2 separate regions of the Ovis aries genome follow, and region 1 is linked to region 2. The links are chromatin contacts, called in public Hi-C maps. All regions are on one chromosome and are shown on one strand. Each heading gives the region's core, a stretch centred on a gene start, on an enhancer-like site or on the middle of the called end of the contact. The rest is flanking DNA. Distances are from core to core; before and after follow the strand shown. Region 1 holds the start of ANGEL1 (angel homolog 1). Region 2 has its middle 27 kb from the start of VASH1.

What was found. Hi-C and Micro-C count contacts between places; a contact is called where the count stands out from the background.
Region 1: a Hi-C map of omental adipose tissue shows a contact between it and region 2, with 2.0 times the contacts expected there. The contact joins the promoter of ANGEL1 here to the enhancer-like site in region 2. A contact is called at or near these places in 2 of 16 Hi-C or Micro-C datasets (muscle and omental adipose tissue).

What each region holds. Positions count from the first base shown.
Region 1 is chr7:86,235,993-86,240,235 of ARS-UI_Ramb_v3.0, forward strand. It overlaps ANGEL1 (angel homolog 1), which reads right to left and starts at 2,634. Exons shown (of 10, transcript XM_042252782.1): 1 at 2,502-2,634. The coding sequence starts at 2,604.
Region 2 is chr7:86,159,530-86,163,886 of ARS-UI_Ramb_v3.0, forward strand. No RefSeq gene overlaps it. Among named protein-coding and RNA genes, the nearest start is that of VASH1, 27 kb to the right of the region's middle. Within about 2 kb of position 1,377, at least 8 of the 54 cell types and tissues checked have an H3K27ac peak or open chromatin away from gene starts, as enhancers often do.

The DNA of each region.
Region 1 (4,243 bases), core at 1,384-3,883, 78 kb after region 2:
CCTTTGAAACATCCTCTATTTATACCAAATGGCAAAAGTTCTTTGATTTATATGTGTGAGGTTACTAGTTTTCAAATTTAGGTTTTGATTGGTGGTGGTTTGTGTTTTTCAGCAGAATTTTCATTCAAGATAGAAAATCTGTAGAAACCAAATACACAAATAGGACTACGTTAATAGGTGTGTACCTATGGATGGGGGGAGGCCCACACCTATGGGTGGGAGGGCAGCCAAAACTCTGGCTACTGGTCAAGAAACCTCTGGACTAGAGGTCACTAAGTATAGGTCACTAAGGCTGCCATTATGAACAGTGGCAAAGCTCAAGAAATAGCAGCAACATGGCTAGAGGAATATGCGATGGTTCTCTGAAAGCAATGCCTTCTGTGGAGTTCCTCATTTCTAAGGAGTATGTATACACAAAACATTCTCGGATTCCTGAACTGAGTGCCTACTATAGTCTGGGTAGTATGTTAGCAGTAGATACAGTGAGCATAACAGACAGCCCTGCCTTCCTGGAGCCTGCATTCTAGTGCGCAGATACAAACATACATGTACATACTTTAAGTGTTTTATATGAAATATGAAGTAACAGATATTACACACACAAAATGTAAAATTCCAAAAAGGAAAAGCGCAGAATGCACACAGCTGGACCTATTTCTAAGAAATAGAAATTACTCTATTCTATTCTAAAACTCCTTCTTAGTCTGTCCTGTCCCCTAAAATGCCAGAGAGAAGTCCAGGAGTGCTGTGCGATCTCCGAGCGGAACGGATGGTCTCTTAAGAACAAGAACCTCGGAAAAGTCAAAGGCCAGGAATGGGGTGCGCGGGCAAACCCCGGCAAAGTTAAACAGTAACTCTTCTCCAGGCCGCCGCTGAGCACTGCCTCCACCCACGACATGTCTAAGCGCACGGAACAACTGTTTCAAAGATGAGGTTTCAACGTGTCTCTGGATTCTGCTGTTTTTCAACCAAACACTCCGCAGAGAGGCAGCTCGGAAAGGCGACTGTGGAGTCGACCCAGGGGAAGACAAAGCAAGTCCAGGTCTTCAGTCCACAGACCCCTAAAGGCCGAAGGGCCCCTGTCCACGGAGAATTCGGGCACTCGCCTCGGCCCCCAAGGGGGCCAACCCTCCCTGACCCCCCGAGAAGTGACTCAGCGGGCCCCGGAGCCTCTCCGCGCCGGCGGGGCCAGAAAGTGGGGGAGAGGGGGGGCTCCGCCCCTCCCCCGGCAGCCTCCACGCTGTAACTGCGGCCCGACGCCTCCAGGCCACCGGCGTGAGGAGGTGGGTGGGGGGGTGCCGCCCACGAGGGTCGCCGGCCAGGCCTGGGCCTCGCGGAGTCCAGGATAAACCGGTCGTGAGGCCGGCCGCGCAACGCACGCCGCCCAAGACCCCGCGGGGGCCCCGCCAAGGCAGGCCCGGAGGCTTGGCACCCGCCCTTCAGGACGCGGGGCCGGTACCTGAGAGGGCGCGGAAAAGGCGCGCGGCCGGCAGCAGCAGGTAACACAGACACGACGCGATCATGGCCGGCCGCCCGCGCCCGCCGCCCCTTCTCTCCGTCACGGCGAGCCGGTCTCCCTCCGCTAGCCCTGCCCCCGGCTCCGCCCCGCTCCCGGGCCCGCCCCGCCCCTCCGGCTCCGCGCCCCGCCTCCCCGGCTCCGCCCGCCTCCCCGGCCTTGCTCACTTGACCCAGCTGCGCTTCAACAACAACTTTATTGGGCACGCAGGGCCAAGATTGGGAGACAGTTCCCAAGGCAACCGAGCGGAGCCTGCAGGGCCTGGCTGCCGGCAGCGGCGGCGGCACCAGGTGCCCCGGCATTTAACATTAAACCCCTCCTTGCAGGCCCCGTAGTGTTATTACTAGTCCACGGTTTTATTCCCACTTCTGCCGCTTGACTGGGTGTCCACCTTGGGTACGCCACCTAACCATTCCTTCCATCGGTTACCACGTCTGTAAAATGAGGGGCTAGACTTTGTCTCTTTAAGGTCTCACCCAGCATGACTTCTGTGATCTTACCCTTCTCAGCTTACATTGGAGACAGAAAACTCTTCCTCATTTTTCTCCTTTTCTTAACTCTCTTCCCCAGCTTAGATTTAGGTCACACATCAAGTCCATTCCTTGCTTCAGCACATACGATTTTGTCTCCTGCCTCATCCTGTTCCAAAGGGGCCCTTTCCCCCGTAATTTTGAAGAAAGGGGGTGTCCCACTGGTAAGGGAGCCAAAAAGGGAGGTGGGAACCCTCCACAAAGGCAACTGGACCAAGTCTGGTTGGTTGGTTCATTTTCCTCCGGATGTCTGTGACAATGCCAGGCACATAGTAGGGACTAGATAAACCTTGTTGACAGAATAAAATATATGTCACTAAAAGAAGGCTAGTTCTTCCACCAGCTCTGTGCTACCCAGACCTCTTTAATCCTGTCTTCCCCTTTCCCACTCTCCATCTCCTGCCCGACCACACTGTAAAGAAGGAGTGATCGTTCAGTACCCCCAGTTTCAGTACCCAGTGTCTGAGCTGTGCGATTTCCGATTTGGGACTGGCGCCTTGGTTGTTCCGGGAAGCCCTCTGGAGAGTCACCAGATCCAGGACCAGCTGGGTACATCATAACACTGCAAGGCTGGAAGGAGGAAGGAGGAGTCAGTACAGCGGCCTTCCCACCCTGGCCCCTTAGCTCTATAGGTGGCGTGTGCCTTCATGCAATCCTACTCTTACCTTCTCCAGAGATGAAGCAGAGGCTGCTGGGGTAATCTGAAGACTGGAAAGCCTCTTAGGAACTAGCACATAACTGCCTAAGGAGCCCCCCAAATCAGATTGACCTCCTTAATATGTGCTTAAATAAACCTTCCTTGCATGTCCTTCCATTTTGTCCCAATAATTACCTAAAGTTGAAGTTCCAAATCAGATCCTAAATCAAGGCACTTATCTGGAGACTATGTGTATGTATGCGTGTATTTAGTGGCTCAGTCGTGTCCGACTTTTTGCAACCCCATGGACTAGAGCCCACCAGGCTCCTCTCTCCATGGAATTCTCCAGGCAAGAATACTGACGTGGGTTGCCATTCTCTTCTCCAGGGGATCTTCCCGACCCACGGATGGAACCTGGGTCTCCTGCACTGCAGGCAGTTTCTTTCCCACTGAGCCACCTGGGAAGCCATATCTGGAGACTAAGTTATGGTTCCCTTGAAGTGAAGTCGCTCAGTCGTGTCCGACTCTCTGCAACCCCATGGGCTGTAGCCTACCAGGCTTCTCCTTCCATGGGATTTTGTCTGAGTTGATGCATTCATTCATTCACGCTTTCCCTGGTTTGTGCACTCGATATATTCATCAGTGATGTACCAAGCACTCATCAACGTTTACTCCAGCTTCACCCCAGTCTTTTCTTGACCTCTGGCCCACTTCTCCTCTTTCACCAAAAACTCTAGCCCTGGACTCACAGTCTGCCCTACCTCAAAGTCCTCCTATCATCAATGTGGATAAGTCACCCCAAATCCGAGAAGCTCACTGTCACCACCTCCTGGTGACCTCATTCCCACTGTACTCCAAACACCCTTGATGTACCATCATTGGATACCGCTCCACCTCTGAAATCATAAATTCACACCCCCCACTTTCGTGGATCACCTCACGGCTTTCTGCCTCTCTCTCTTTCACCCTTGCATCATCTGTTCTTTAACTTCATTGAACCTGTGAGCCATTTTAAAAGTCACTCTCTGCCTGCTATCCACTGTCTTACCATCTGTTCTTTGACGACACCTGCCTAGGTAAGTTAAGACATATTCTCCTTCTTGGCTCTTACACGTAGGCTGCCGAGTGCCAGGGAATAAAATTACCAACTGCACAGAGCAGAGCTGTTGGTCGCTGGTCCGCAGCCTCACTTTAGCCTGTGACCTTCCCGCAGCCATCCTGTGTTCTTCCCTAGCACTCTCCCTCCTGTTTTCACAATGGCCACTTTTTTCAGACTTGCTGTTCTGTTGCTTCCGTTCCTGCTTTGAAGATCATCTCCCTACCAACTTGAGAGGAAAAACAGAACTACTCAGTGAACACTCTGTTCCTGGTTGCCGCACCAACACACCGGCCAACATCAATCGCCACCTTTTCCTCTTTCCCTCCTAGCACAGTGCTGACCGCTCCACCGTCTTGGGCTCCCACCCACCCCCCAACTCTTGCTTCCTCAGAGACTGTGCTCCTTTTGCTCATCCCTCTCTTTTCCTCCCCCAACTCTTGCCCATCCACACGTGAAGTCAA
Region 2 (4,357 bases), core at 127-2,626:
TTTTGTGCCTTGAGTCCCCAGTCAGACCAGTCAGACTATCCGTTCCAGTGTATTCAACCACTTCTTACAAATATTAAGTGCTTTATAAATATTGTGTAGAAAAAAAAAAAAACTGTTTCAGTGGAACACTATGTATCTTTTAGAACACACCCTTCCAGGCTACCTGACTGTGATGCTATGGGGACTCTCTCAGGGCCTCTGAGCTATTTTACAACTCTGTACATTGGAGATAAGTGATAGCAATGCAAATAACTCGTTTGCTGCTGCCAAGTCGCGTCAGTCGTGTCCAACTCTGTGCGACCCCATAGATGGAAGCCCACCAGGCTCCTCTGTCCCTGGGATTCTCCAGGCAAGAACACTGGAGTGGGTTGCCATTTCCTTCTCCAGTGCATGAAAGTGAAAAGGGAAAGTGAAGTCGCTCAGCCATGTCCAACTCTTAGCGACCCCATGGACTGTAGCCTACGAGGCTCCTCCGTCCATGGGATTTCCCAGGCAAGAGTAGCGGAGTGGGGTGCCATTGCCTTCTCCAAATAACTCGTTTATGGACATACAAATAAAATCTGCCCTATGGAAGTTCAATTGACTTCCCTCTCAATTCCCCAGAGGAAAAAAGCCAATTTCCATCTATTTGCAAACATATTTCAACATTCCTTTACTCCATACATGTTTGTGTTTGACTTCTCACTTGAACAAGTTGTGACATCTCACCAGCTCTCATTAGTAATGAGCTAAAGACATATATTCATATATTCATTTATATTTGTATGAGAATCATGGTTTTTAGCTTGGTTTGAAAGTTACCATAGTGACAGCTCTGAGAAATCACTCCAAATAAGACGTAACCTGTAACTCTCACGTTGTGCATCTTTTTTAGTCGGCACAAATATTAAATCACATTTCTTAGCAATCCTGATCAAACATGGGCCCTCTGCATTGCAACAGTCACCTAAAGCCAGTCTTCAAAGTCTCAGTAAATCCCACAACTTGGTCCTCCTGCTCTGGGTATGGTTCTCCCCATCACTGTAAGCAACAAACTTACAATGGTGCCCTCTCAACAGCTTGTTTTGATGATTTCCAGGAGACGGCATTTGAGAGAAGGGACAAATATTCGGAGGCAATTGTGTGCATGAGCCTGAATTACTCGGGAAACTTTCTGCCCTGGTCAAGCTCAGGGGGATGATGGCATTTTTTTTTTTTTTCCCCTATGTGGACACTAAATCTAGAGTTTAGGGGGCTGGAAGGAATCCAGGAGATGATCTAATCCAGTCCTTCCTTTATGGATGAGGTCACTGGGACACACAGAAACAGGTCAGCCAGGGGCTGGGGTGTGCATTCCAAGCTGCAGCTCTAGGCCAGGCGTCCAGCTTTCATTTGTTCTCTCACTCACTTGTTTTTCAACAACCACCTCCTGCAGGCTGGGCACTGCCGTGCGTGTGACGAGTGCTCAGAAGCGGGGTCACAGTTTTGAGATATTTATTCCCTTCGCCCGCTTCCTCTTTTAGGCAAATCCTGAACTCTGTGTTCTTTTCTTTTCAAGAAAGGAGTGACAGGGGAAGAAGCTAAGACCTGCCTGTGAGCACTTCCACTTCCAACCCCCGAAGTCTAAACACGTGGGAAGAACAGAGAAGACTGTAGGCAATGACTGAAAAGTCCAGGAAAGGCTTTGCCTGGACTGGCATTGGAGGAGAAAGCAAGGGGGTGTCTGTGCCCTGGTCTGGGGCACAGCTCCCCAGGATGCCCACAGCAGAGTCCTGGGTGGGAGTGCCTGTGTGGACAGGGCCCCAGGGGGCTCCAAGTCTCTGGGAGGCAATGCAGCAGAGAATCCCCCTCCTCCCCAGGGCCATGTGGATGAGACTGACGGGCAGCTCTGGAGTGACCTGGGGGGCCAATAACAAGGACCAGATGCCCTGGCACTATTAGGGTCTTGCTTCCATTAAGACTCTGAGATTTTTTAAAAATGGGGGTACAGAAAGTTGGTGCTGCAGACAGAGGGACAGACACTCAGAGCCAAGGAGTTCCAGGATTTCACCCCAAATCGGGGACAAGAGGACAGTGTCTCTTTGCTCTCAGTCTCTACTAATCAAACTCCTGATCAGCACTGGGGGTAGTGGCCACTCCAGAAATAGAGGCCACCCACCCTTCAGTACACTCTGGTCATAGGAAAAAGAAAAAGATGCTTCCTGCCCGGAGGTGGTTAAGGAACTCCTCGACAAAGAGCAATCTTGGGGAAATGATGCCGGGGTGGTGGGCGCTGTTGATGCTTTTATCATGTCAGTGTCTGCTGGGCATCACCACATCCCGCTAGAACAGCATCGCTGACTCAACAGACATGAATCTGAGCAAACTCCAGGAGACAGCGAAGGACAGGGGAGCCTGGCATGCTGCAGTCCACGGGGTCGCGAAGAGTCGGACTAGACTTAGCGACTAAACAACAACCACAGCTGCATCCAGGAACTGGGAGCAGAGGGGATGGGGGAGGTCTGCCCCCACCCCCCACCCCCCGGGGCAGGGAAGCACACACCAGCCTCAGTTCCGCCTTCCCAGGCAGGAGCGGATGCGACCCCTGTGTGACCCCACAGGTGTGCGCTCCCCTCTTCCTTGCCAGCCTCCCAGTCAGATCCCAGATTCCAGTCCTTCCCAATGCCCAAGAGGACCAAACTTTCAAAAGGAGGAAGGAAGGAAGGAAGGGGAGGGGAAGAAAGGATCATAAGAGAATGGAGGGTTTGGGAGAGGAGGGACGCAGGGATTGGAGGGAAAGGAGAAATCAGACAGGAAGACATGAACGAGGGACTAATTGTGAAATTGTGGCATCTGAGGCCTCGCGCCCTTTGGGGGGGATCACAGGGCTCTCCGGAAGGCTGTTTCCGGGGTCTCTCATGCATGCAGTCACTCAAATTTAGATTCACAAAGACCTCCAAATGTAATGAGAAGCACAGACCTGCATTTTAAGGAGGTGACGCTCAGCCTTCAACCTGAAGCTTGTCTTCATCCTGATCACCCCAGATGCAGTGCGCCGAGGGTCAGTGTTGTTCACCAATTCAATGATCATCCCGGCCAGGTCCACTGCAGTGTTTCCTTTGTATTTAATGGACTAATCTGTTGAAGGCAAACATTTAAAATAAATCAAATTTTATAATGTTAGGGTTCTGCTCTTTGTATTTTAATTCACAGGGAGCCTTTAAAACTGGAAGCGATCCAAGTCTCTCTCAATCCCTGAGAGTCCGTGGTGCCACCTTCCACAGCCCCAGGCCATTATGGGGCCTGAGTTTCTCTTGGAGGACCCCCACAAGAACAAGAAAAAAGCCCCACCAAATGCTCAGGTGGGAAGAAGTCAGGGCAGCGTAACTGTTATAGAAAAAATAATTCTGACCCTTGTTGAAATGAGAAGGAAGGTTTTATTTAGGACCATCATAGTAGGTGTCAAGACTATTGCAGTAGGGTAGAGATATCAGGCCCAACTCTCAACACAAGAACAAGTGAGGATTTATAGCCAAGGAGCCAGCAGAGGGATGGGATATCAGTGGATGGGGAATCATTAAGAGGAGACATCATGAGTGGGGCATTCTTGCTAAATCATCAGGATTCTTGCTCAAGGCAGCCAGGGTGATCAGCTGTCAAGGGTGGGGGAATCTCCCTAAACCGACTTAGCAGGATTCCTGCTACTGCAACTGGGCTGATGCAAGCCCAGCAAGGACAGGCTGAGGTTAGGGCATAGTCATGAGGTGGGCTCAGAGGAGCCTGACTCAACAGTCTTTGTCAGTCCCAGGCAGTCCCAAGCACTCTGTCCCACAGTAGCCACAGCTACTGCGACACCACACGAATTAGTTCTTCACAAGAGACTGAGAGGAGGGGAGAAAGGAGATGACCTGGATACCAGCTCAGGGCAGATGTGAGCCCTGGCACTGGGCTCTGTTTGTTGGTGACCCACCCAACAGCCTTTTCCTGACTTCCTCCTCTCACGGGAGGAGCTGGAAACACCAAAGACTCACCTCTCCAGTCTCCTTGGCAGCTAGAAGAAACCTCGTGACCAGTTCTGGGCCAAAAGGGAGAAGGGGAATTCTCCGTGAGCAGCTTTTGGGAAATATTTTCCTCTCTGGATGAGAGTGTGGGAAGATAGCACGCCTGGTGACGAGGCAGGTATCCTCCGTGGTCAGATGCAAGCCCAAGGACATAGCGTCCTTGGAGCGCGCTGAAATGGAGGGGGAAAGAAGCCTGGGTCCCTGGTGACACTACCCACCTGCTACAGCAACCCCTAGCTGTCTACACCCAGACTTCTTAATTATGTGAGCTAACTAAGCAGCTTTTTGATGTAAACTATTCTTGGTTTCTGTAACTTGCAGTCAAAAGCACTGCCAGT